2 separate regions of the Sus scrofa genome follow, and region 2 is linked to region 1. The links are chromatin contacts, called in public Hi-C maps. All regions are on one chromosome and are shown on one strand. The core of a region is the stretch at or near the end of the contact, and the rest is flanking DNA. Distances in the headings are between cores, read along the strand shown. Region 1 holds the start of LOC100621115 (nitric oxide-associated protein 1-like). Region 2 holds the start of IGFBP7 (insulin like growth factor binding protein 7).

Region 1 (5,687 bases), core at 887-3,386:
TTAAGCTAATGGAGTCCCCTGGTGGCCCAGGGTATTAAGAATCCTATGTTGTCACTGAAGTGGCTCTAGTTACTGCTGTGGCACAGGTTAGATCCCTGGCCCAGGAACTTGCACATGCCTTGGGCTGGCCAGGAAAAAAAAAAAAATTTAGCTAAAAACACTTTTCTGAGGAGTTCCCATCATGGCTCAATGGGTTAAGAACCCAACAGAGCAGCTGTGAGTTCAATGCCTGGCCATCGAGGATCCAGCACTGCCAGAAGCTGTGGCATAGGTTGCAAATGCAGCTAGGATCTGGCATTGTTGTGCTGTAGGCCAGCAGCTGCAACTCAATTCAACCCCAGCCCAGGGAACTTCCATATGCCACAGCTTCGGTCCTAAAAAGAAAAAGGTATATATTTTTCGGAATTTTTTTTCTGAGATAGCAGTTAAGAAAAAAGAATACAATGATGCTAATAAATTTCTAAATGCAGAATAAAAATGAAACAGAAGCTTAAACGGTAGAGTTTAATTTTTTGCTTCAACTTTCTCTGAGGGAATAAGGAGAAATATGAGGAGTGTCAACGAGATTGGGAGCTAGAAGAAAATGAAGTTTGAAACAATAGCTGTGGAGAATGGAAGAGGAAGCATTAGAGGAGTTCCCACCGTAGCCTAACGAATTGGAGGCGTCTTGGGAGCACTGGAACACAGGTTGGATCCCCAGTCCAGCACAGTGAATTAAAGATCCAATGTTTCCACAGGCGTGGCTTAGTTCGTTAGCTGCAGCTTGGATCTGAGCCCTGGCCTGGGTACTCCAAATGCCGTGGGGCCGCCAAAAAAGAGAGAAAAAAATACATATATGTACATACACACATACATATAACGAAAAAGCGGTACACACTAAAGATGCTATATGTAAAAAGAAAATGAGTATATATTAGCCCTGTTGAGTAAAAAAGTCATCTCTCAAGATAATTTACTTAAGCGGAAAGCAGAGTGAAGGACGCCAAACAAGCCCAATCCCCCCTCCCACCCTGTATTCTCTGCACCGGCTGTATTTGCAGAGCCTAGCACATCGCCCAGCACAAGCTGACGTTCAAACATTCGACTATTCAATAAATCCACTATCTCTGACGTTAAGGGAAGTCGAGGAGCCCTTTGCTTCAGATGAACCCCAAACACCGGTACTGGTCGCAGAAGCCGCCTGCTATTTCAATACGGACGGATGGGGGTGTCACTTTTCCAGAAGCAGCCAGTGGAGACAACAAACGTTATAAATGCTGCGCTCCCCGCCGGTCCACCCTCCTAGTTCGTCCCCGGCCCGGGGATGGAGGGGAAAACGCCTGGGGACCCCGCGCGGCGGGCGGGGAAGAAGGCCTCAAACCCTCGACTCGCCCGGCTCCCACGTTTCCCCCCTCCGACGGTTCGCCGCGCAGTGTTCTAAAGGGTCACCTACCCTCGTCCGCGTCATACATGTTGGCACACGACCCCGGAGCTCCCAATCCTCGAAGTGAAACGCAGGACACCGCCAGCAGCCACCGCCAGCAGGCTCCCCCCGGCCGCAGCGCCAGGCAAAGTGATTTCCGTTTCCGGCGCTCCCAGAATATCCTGCGGCTCCCGCGAAACCCCGCCCACAAAGAAGCCGCCGTAAGGTTTGCGCCTGCGCGAAAGTAGGCTAAGGCCTGCGAAAGGTTAGTGCTACACATGCGCAGTTTGGGGGTTGACTCTTCTGTGGCTGCCCCGCGGGGCCGCGTCACAGCTACCGAATGAAGTCTTGTTTTGCAATGTTGTTGCACAAATAGTAGCCCCTGGAGACAATAAGATTTGTTAATAAAAGGATGTAGTTGTGCTTTATTTTTTCAGTTGCAAAAACTTTAAAAAAAGTTTTGAAAAATGACTACTCTGTACATCAACTATACCTCAGCTTTGTTAAAGTTTAAAAAGTGCGATTTCTGGAGTTCCCGTCGTGGCTCAGTGGTTAACGAATCTGACTAGGAACCATGAGGTTGCAGGTTCGATCCCTGGCCTCGCTCATTGGGTTAAGGATCCAGCATTGTCGTGAGCTGTGGTGTAGGTCCCAGACGCGGCTCGGATCTGGCGTTGCTGTGGCCCTGGCGTAGGCCGGCAGCTACAGCTCCGATTCAACCCCTAGCCTGGGAACCTAATGGTAAAAAGACCAAAAAAAAAAAAAAAAAAAAGTGCGATTTCTGAGCTGCAGGCAGCAGCCGAAGCCCGACCAAAGCCTCACTCGCTGGCTGACCTAGCCAACCCCGCCGAGCCCGGACCTCCCGTGCCTTTAGCTCCGCCTTAGGTGGGTTCTCGGGCCTCAGCGGCTTCATCGCGAGATCTCACGAGATGCGATCGGGAGGAGGAGCCGAAGGGCGACGCTGACCAATGACAGCTCTCTGGTCGTCCCAGGCTTTTTCCGGTTTACCAAGCAGCTGGGGCCGCAGTGCGCGTGCAAACCCGTGGCCTGCGCTTGGCCCGCGCCCACGTGCCCATGCCGCCCGCGCGCCTCGCTCCTAGGCTGCTGTGCGGCCTCCTGCGAGGTGGCTCTCCCACGGCCAGGCGCCTTGGTCTCCGGGACGCGCTCCTGGCAAACCGGTGGCCCGCCCCTGGCCCGCGCCCGCGTTTCCATGCTGCCCACGCGCCTCGCTCCTAGGCTGCTGTGCGGCTTCCTGCAGGGAGCCTCTCCCACGGCCGCGCGCCTTGGTCTCCAGGACGCGCTCCTGGAGAGGAGATGTGCGGCCAGCCTTTCATCCCAGCGCCCGTGGGCCCTGGGCCGGGGGCGTTCTCGGTACCGGACTGCGACTGGGGGCAGCGAAGGAAGGGCCGACCTAGAGGAGAGTTTTCTGTTCCCCGAGTACATCCCGGAGCCGGAGCCCGCACCGACCCTCCAAGACCAGCTACGAGAGGTGCAGCAGCGGCAAGAAGAGAACGAACGACAGATGCAGCAGCGGCGGGAGGAGCGGCGCCAGCAGAAGCTCCGGGCCGCTCGGCGGGTGCAGCGGGCGCAGCCGGTCGTGGGGCACCCGGACCCGACGGTGGCACCCAGCGGCCTGAACTGTTCGGGATGCGGGGCGGAGCTGCACTGCCAGGACCCCGGCGTGCCCGGCTACCTGCCCAGCGAGAAGTTCCTCCGCGCGGCGGCGCAGGCGGACGGCGGGCTGGCGAGGACGGTGTGCCAGCGCTGCTGGTTGCTGGTGCACCACCGGCGCGCCCTACGCCTGCAGGTGAGTCCCGAGAAGTACCTGGAGCTCGTGAGCGCCGCGCTGCGGCGGCCCGAGCCCGCCCTGGTGTTATACATGGTGGACCTGCTGGATCTGCCCGACGCCCTGCTGCGCCACCTGCCCGCGCTCGTGGGCCCCAAGCAGCTGATCGTGCTGGGGAACAAGGTGGACCTGCTGCCCCAGGACGCCCCCGGATACCGGCAGCGCATCCGGGAGCGACTGTGGGACGACTGTGCCCGCGTCGGGCTCCTGCCGCCCCCTGGCTCCCGGAGGTCCCAACACCCCGGCCGGAAGCAGCCGCGGGACCAGGCGGAGAAGGCGAACCACTCGGCCAAGTCCCGCGCGGTGCTTAGGGACGTGCGGCTCATCAGCGCCAAGACTGGCTACGGAGTCGAAGAGTTGATCTCCGCGCTCCAGCGCTCCTGGCGCTACCGCGGCGACGTCTACCTGGTTGGCGCCACCAACGCTGGCAAGTCCACCCTCTTCAACACGCTCCTGGAGTCCGATTACTGCATCGCCAAGGGCGCTGAGGCTATCGACAGGGCCACCATCTCCGCTTGGCCTGGTGAGACTTAGGGCGCCGCCCACCCCCTTGGTTTTCCGAAAAGCGAGAGGTCTGATGGTGGTTAAGCACTTAGCACTCCTTCCTTCATGTCCACCAGAGGCTGGAGCCTCCCCTTTAAACCTCCCCTACCTACTTGGGTCCTATTTCTCTTCCCTGTCAGCTTAGCGCTTGGAAATTCGGTATATGTTGCACTAACTTTCCAACAAACATAGGGGAGTACGTCTGTGGTCTGGTCTCTCTGTAGACCAACCCGAAGACAACGCCCCGTGTACTCCCGGAGGTTTCCCTCGTAGCTTTAGTTCTTTGTATGTTGCTCTGTTTAATCCTTTTACTTTCTAAACCTCCCTCCTCTGCTCCGGTCTTGCTTGAGTTTATTCAGGAGATCTGTACACTGTGCACATTTAATATCTGAATAATTCACTAATGCAACGTGATGTGTGGCTTTGTTGAGGAAAATGTCAACTGTGTGATTTGGGGGAGATGTCTGTAGTCCTTGCAAAATGGATCCTTGTGTGACCCTGTTTGTATCTAGCAGTTGGCAAAATGAACTACTTGTTACTTTGAAACTAGGATTTAACTTTGCTTGATAAGCTGTACTTCTCTATCCTGTACGCTGGTTGATTGATACACAGAAGTACTTTTACACTAGTTAGTAGAATGTAGAAGATGGAAAAAGATTAGGCCTGTAGATGTGGGATTCAAATCCTGGCTGATCCTGTTAGCCAATCTCTGAGCCTGCTTTCTCATATGTAAAGTAAAGATAATTTTGGAGAGGGTTGTCATGAAAATGAATAGAAGTAATCACAGTACACAAGGTGGGGTACACCCTCATAAATTGTTTCTTCTGTTTTCTTGTATGATGTTTATAACAACATATTTATTCTTTGCTGTTTCAGGTACTACATTAAACCTTCTAAAGTTTCCTATTTGCAACCCAACTCCTTACAGAATGTTTCAAAGGCAAAAAAGGCTTAAAAGAGATGCAGTTGAAGCAGAAGAAGATCTTAGTCAGCAAGAACAAAATCAACTTAATCTCTTAAAAAAGCATGGTTATGTAGTAGGTAAGCATATTCTATAGGGAAACTCTTGTTGGGTCCATATTAAATTTTTTTGTTGAACAGCCTGAACTACTGCTCTCTGTGACTGGCCACGTTTGTGGGGAGAGACCACTTGCTCATTTCAGAATGCAGAGGCCCTTTAGAGGCAAGGCTACTCTTTGGAAAATCAAGATAGTACGTGCTTGGAGAAATCCAGTAAAGACCTGGCCATTGTTAGTAGTAGAGGCATTTCCCCTCAAATCTGGCCCCACCTTGCAGACTGGTACAGGCTGTTGAGCTGTGGCGGCTTTAACTGCATTATCACCTTCTCCTTGGTATCTTTTTTCAGCTTTTCTCTCCTAACATCAGTTTGGTTTCCTGCACTCTTCCCCTCCACAACTCCCTCCCCCCCAGTGTGCACAGCCAGCCACACACACTTGATCATTACAAGACTCTGACTCCCACTGACTTTAGAAATAAAGCAGAACTATCGTTGTAACCCCACTTCCATATATGAAGTTCCTCTTATGACTTGTTCCAGGCAAACATAAGAATTGTCTCAAGTCCAAAGCTGTAAAGGAGTAACTCCTGACTTCAGTATACTTGTTCTAGGGAGAGTTGGAAGGACCTTCTCATGCTCAGAACAGAAGGAGGAAGCTGCCTTTGAGTTCGATGCCAATTCTCTTGCCTTTGACATGGGCGATGATCCTGTTATGGTTGCTGATAAACCCACCAGACGCATAGAACTGACCCCACAAGATGTGAAAGATGCCCGCTGGTTTTATGACACCCCCGGAATTACCAAAGACAACTGTGTATGTATTTAATGTCTTCTAGAAACACGGACTTTCAGTTATGAGGGCGCTGGCTTAACTGGCC
Region 2 (5,687 bases), core at 1,103-3,602, 130 kb before region 1:
GGGGTACAGCACTTGGTGGTGCAGCTGCTGTCCCTGCCCGCCCCCAGCCCCCACCCCTCGCATACACAGAACTGCGTAGAGCCCGAGGGCTTCCTCTGGCTCCAAAGCCCAGCTGGCCCAGAGCTGACGTGATAAGCACCTGTGAGGGCTGCCTCCCCAGCCTGCTCACTCTCCACTGCCTCTGCCCCAGCTGGTGTGTCCTGACTCGGGCTCTTGGGGAAAGTACTTTCTCAGGAATAACTTGTCTTAGGTGCTGGAGATCCCAATACTATGACAGCCATAGAGGGACATGAAATCAACTGAGGTGACTTGACCAGTGAATTAATAACATTAGAGTGGGTAATAGTGGAGTGCACTCTGCATTTTTTTCAACGTGGAACTGTATACCGGATCATGTAAACTCCATCACCAAGGGACAGAGGCGAGAATAGTTAGAAAAACTCTGCTGTAAAGATGCTTCATTGTTTTATAAACAATTGTCATGTCAACACGTGACCTTTAACATGTGCCACTTTTCTAGAATATGCTAAGGAGAGGCCAAAGAATCAGTGCTAGCTCTTCTAGATAAGAGGGTGCCTGCTTTTTTATTCTCTGAATTCTATAACTATTTAATTTTCAAAAAGATTTACAATAATTATCCTAGGAAGACTCTGGTGAGAGTGACATCCATCCATTGCTGGTGGCATTGTGAACCACAACTGAGTTAATGATCCTATAAATTCTTGCATTTGTGCTAAGGAAAAAGAACTCGGGGAGTTCCTGTGGTGGCTCAGAGGAAACGAATCCAACTAGTATCCATGAAGATAGGGGTCCATGATCCCTGGACTCATTCAGTGGGTTAAGCATTCATTGGGTTGCTGTGAGCTGTGGTGTAGGCTGGCAGCTGCAGCTCTGATTGGATCCCTAGCCTGGGAACTCCCATATGCTGGGTGTGGCCTTGAAAAGCAAAAAAAAAAAAAAAAAAAAAAACCTCAAAGAACTAAAATTCCATGTGCATAATGATGCACACTACAGTGTCATATGTTTAATAAAAATGGACGGAGTTCTGGCTCTGGCACAGTGAGTTAAGAATCCCTCTGCAGCAGCTCTGGGTCACTACGGAGGTTCAAGTTCATTCCCCATAAGGGCCCAAGGATAAAGGGTTAAAGGGTTAAAGGGTTAAAAGATCCGATGTGGCCACAGCTGTTGGTGTAGTTTGCAGCTGAAGCTCAGATTCAATCCCTGGCCCAGGAACTTCCATGTGCTGCGGGTGAGGACATTAAAAAAAAAAAAAAAAGGAGAAGAAGAAGAAAAGAAAAAAGAAGAAACAACCTAAACGCTTGGATAAGAGGGATTTAAAGAGCCTTTTTTCTTGGACCAAAAAAAAAAAAAAAAGGCTTTGACGGGGATGATTGATGAAGATCGAGGCGCTTGAGGGGCCTCAGTGGCACCCCCAGCTGTGCTCAGTTCTCCAGAGGGGTCTGATGGAGGCCCAGTACTGTGTACTGGGACTGAAGACCTGCCAGCTCTGGAGGGAATTCCAGTGCTCCTACTTACAAGCTGACTTGGCATAAGAAAGCACACGGGAGGAGGCAGTTACGAGGTCGCGAAAATAGGAGTACTTGGAAAATAGGAGTGCTTGGCAAAGACCTGTCCTTTCGGCTCCGCACCCAAGACACCCTGGGCCTGTGGCCAATGCAGACACGAAACCCTCACGTGGGTGTTGAAAAGCCCGTTATTCTTAATGGAGCTTCCAAAACTCTTTTAACAGAGTGCTCAGTACTCGGGCCTCCCAGACCCCCACCCCCACCCCCGACTATAATGGATTAAATAGGGGGTCATCTCAACTTTGCTGTTGTTGAGAAGTGGGTATATCCGGGAGTTCCCGTTGTGGCTCAGCGGGTTGAACAACTATCCATGAGGACTCGGGTTGGATCTCTGGACTCAGTGGATTAAGGATCCCATGTTGCCACATCTATAGCCTAGGCCCGCAGCTGCAGCTCCCATCGGATCCCTAGCCTGGAAACTTCCATATGCCACAAGTGCGGCCATAAAGAGACAAAGAAAAGACAAAAACTAGGACTAGCGGGACTGTGAGAGTCAGGGACCAGATCATGAGGGGCTGCTGTCACTGCGGGCGACCCTGGAAGGGCTGGGGCGCACCCTCCGCAGCCAAAGGGGCGCCTATCCCAGCGGCTGAGACGCCCGGCCGCTGATGCCCGCCCGCGGCCAGCAGGGGCGCGCGGGAGCCCGCGATCCGGGAGGGCGGCGTGGGCGTGGGAGAGGCGGTGCGGGCTCAGGCGCCGCGGGGTGTGGCTCCCGCCGCTGGGCGGGGCGCAGGGCTTAAAAGGCAGGCCCGCAGGCTGCCGCTCAATCGCGCTCCGGCTGCCGCCCTGAGCCCCGCGCCCCGTTATGGAGCGGCCGCCGCTGCCCGCCCTGCTGCTGGGCGCCGCCGGGCTGCTGCTCCTGCTGCTGCCCCTCTCCTCTTCCTCCTCTTCGGACGCCTGCGGCCCCTGCGAGCCGGCCACCTGCCCGCCCCTGCCCCCGCGGGGCTGCCCGCTGGGCGAGACCCGCGACGCGTGCGGCTGCTGCCCGGTGTGCGCGCGCGGCGAGGGCGAGCCGTGCGGGGGCGGCGGCGCCGGCAGGGGGCACTGCGCGCCGGGCATGGAGTGCGTGAAGAGCCGCAAGAGGCGGAAGGGTAAAGCGGGCGCAGCAGCCGGCGGCCCGGGCGTAAGCGGTGTGTGCGTGTGCAAGAGCCGCTACCCGGTGTGCGGCAGCGACGGCGTCACCTACCCCAGCGGCTGCCAGCTGCGCGCCGCCAGCCTGAGGGCCGAGAGCCGCGGGGAGAAAGCCGTCACCCAGGTCAGCAAGGGCACCTGCGAGCAAGGTGAGCACGGCCGGTTCCCACGGCTCCGCGCGCGCATCCCTGGACTCGGGGCGGGATGCCGGGAGGGTGGGTGACCCTCCCCTTCTCTTTTCCGAGGCTTCTCTTTGGAGGGTTTGGGGCGTGCGTCAGGAAAGAGAGCTTTGCGGGGCGACTGGAGACAGAGAAGGAAAAAAGTTTTTCCTGATGCCGCAGACTCTCCCTCCCCCAGAGCTCACCCAGCTCAGCTGGCAGATCGACTCCCAGAAGGTGCCTCTGTTCTGTTGGGGATGCGGAGATGCCATTTTCGAATGATTCTTTCTTGGCTTGGGTGTAGAGATGGAGCCAGGAGATAGGGGAAAGAAGTTTGGTGAAATACAGGAGGATTTTCAGAGAGAAGTTGTTTATCCCGCGTTTGCTTGGCTAGATTGTAGGAATTTTAAAAATTGGGCGTCCTGGTTTCCTAATGTTAAGGGAAGCAATTCACTTACTGGAAGTTAGAGATTCTCAAACAGTAATCTAACTAGTTAATTATTTGTGGGCAAAAAAAAAAATACAAACTCTTTGAAGAACTGTTTTTTGTGATGTTTATGTTTCGAACTTTATGACCATTTTGTTTTACTTTCTTGTTCCTTTTTTGCGTAATTTCTCCCCAGGATGCACTGTTCAGCAGGAATGCCTTTGAGGTTATGTTTGATCGTTTATTTTATTCCAAACAAGTCCAAGCTTGCCATAAATGAAAGAGGAAAATAAAGAGAGTCTGGACTTGCGAAAACAAACAAAAAACAAAACAAAACAAAATCCAAGCTTGTAATTCTAATGTCTGAAATAACATTTTCCATCGGCAGCAGTTTCAAGGGAAAGTTAGAAATCCAGCCTTGGCAGTCCTGCTCCTGGCCCTGGTCCCAGCCAGGGTGGAAAAGGGAGAGAGGAGACAGTTCTGAAATGACAGAAGCAGTTGCTTCTTTGACACACTCAGGCTCTCTCCAAGCTTTCCAAATAATTGTGGGTTTTTTTTAGAGTTCTTCCCAGAAGTCCAATGGCTTATAGGTCCTCTGTCACTGACTTCAGAGTTTACTATTGAAAGCCTTAAATAGTGTAAGCGACTTATGTTAACTATATTATCACTGCTTTAAATTTAGAAAGTCGCAATCCAAAATAATCCACGTACTCTTCCAACAGAAACCATCATGTGCTCCTTTTGATCTACTTTATCAGTCATACCATGAAAAGAGAAATGTGCATAGTTTAAGAATTCACTCCAAATGTTGATGTTTTTCTTACACATTCCACGGGAATTTTCCCCGTTGTCTTTCCCAATCACTGGAACTTGCTTTAGCAGAACAGGTTGGCTTGGTTATTAGTTAAGTATTGTTGTCAGTTCTAGCCTGTAGCTAGTTTTATCCATCTTCTCTCATGCTATTTACATCCCTGATGTGCAGTCATAAAATACTGAGACTGATGGTCACATGGAACTAGTCATAGAAGCTCATTAGTATGTAAATCCGAATCCCCAGCGTCTCCCAGGATGCAGTCCCTAGGAGGGTGCAGACCTAGTTTTTCTTTATGTTTGGGAAAATGTTAAGAGAAATAGTATCTAAAATTGGAAACCTTGTCGTGAATTAGTCTTTTCTTCCTAACCTAAATTTAGAGTTACTGGATAGGGCCTGGGAGCATTTATAGGAGAACGCCTGCCAGCGAGGGCAGCACAGAATACGAGGTTCTCCAGAGTACTTTTCCACAGCTGAGGCAAGTGGGCCTAAAGCCAGATCTCCTCAAATAGTTTTCCTGACTCCTGGATGTGTTTTGACAATTATAGAAGCAAACCCATCAGAGTACTTAACTTCTGTGCTATTTAGACACTCCCAATCGCTTCCCAATCCTTTGCACAGCGTAGGAAATGAATTTTCTGGCTTCTTCCAGCCATTTCCACCCTCGGGAAACTTGAGTTACACTGCCTCAAGTATGGGGGGGGCATCTCTGTTGGTCTCACTTACCCTGTGTTGATTGAGCATCTGACGTGTGTCAGCTCCGTGCCAGATGCTGTACAGCCGAGAATGCACAAAGCCTGTCTGGTCTTGCTAGTAAAGAAAGTATACATACAGGGAGTGGTGGAGTGGATTAAGGAGCCAGCATTGTTGCTGCTGTGGCACAGGTTCGATTCCTGGCGTGGAAACTTCCACATGCAGTGGGTGCAGCAAAAAAAAAAAAAAAAAGTATCCATGCAAGTTACAAAGCCACCTCTCAGAGCACCTTTCCTAGAGCCCTGGACACCCCCGTCTCTTCCCAGTCCTGTCTTTTCTGAGATCACTGCTTATCCATCTTGTTTATCTGTGCTTATCCATGCTTGTTTTCTGTGCCTCTGTGATAAGAGGCAAATCTGTCTTTTAAAAAGCTCTATCTGAAAGGTAATGACCTAATAATCTCAAATCTTAAGACTGTCATCATGAATTTATTGCCATTGAATCTTAGGTCCCCAAAGAAATGAGTAACTGGAAGAGGGGATTTGAAAATCCAGTTTAATGAAAAGGTCATGGCGACGTCAGGATGTGGCATGACGTTCTCTCAGGGGTTGGAAGAGATCGAGGCGCTCCTTTATTTAGTTCTTGGCCCCCTTTTGCTCCGTTCCTTTACATCTGAGTTCCTTGGCAGTCCCCTGGTCCCTTTGCATCCTGTCCCCTCCTCTCCCGCAGAAGTAATTTTACTTGTGGAATGAAAATGCACTCGTAAGAGTCCTCTTTGCTCATACCTTTGGGGCCACCTTAAAGCCACTTGGTGGCATCTGTGAGGCTCTTTACAGTAACTCTGTTATTTTGGCCTCTTCTCTCTAACCCCTTTCTGGACC

The links. A called contact is a pair of places that touch in the nucleus more often than the background predicts.
Region 2: a Hi-C map of skeletal muscle shows a contact between it and region 1, with 4 times the contacts expected there. The contact joins the promoter of IGFBP7 here to the promoter of LOC100621115 in region 1. A contact is called at or near these places in 1 of 5 promoter capture datasets (liver), 12 of 47 Hi-C or Micro-C datasets (alveolar macrophages, embryonic fibroblasts, fetal heart ventricle and 8 more) and 1 of 2 datasets of contacts at active chromatin or transcription factors (skeletal muscle).

The regions. Positions count from the first base shown.
Region 1 is chr8:56,228,631-56,234,317 of Sscrofa11.1, reverse strand. It overlaps LOC100621115 (nitric oxide-associated protein 1-like), which reads left to right and starts at 2,136. Exons shown (of 7, transcript XR_002346682.1): 1 at 2,136-3,771; 2 at 4,668-4,832; 3 at 5,421-5,623. It overlaps POLR2B (DNA-directed RNA polymerase II subunit RPB2), which reads right to left and starts at 1,588. Exons shown (of 25, transcript XM_003129037.5): 1 at 1,433-1,588. The coding sequence starts at 1,451.
Region 2 is chr8:56,354,487-56,360,173 of Sscrofa11.1, reverse strand. It overlaps IGFBP7 (insulin like growth factor binding protein 7), which reads left to right and starts at 2,352. Exons shown (of 5, transcript NM_001163801.1): 1 at 2,352-2,866. The coding sequence starts at 2,392.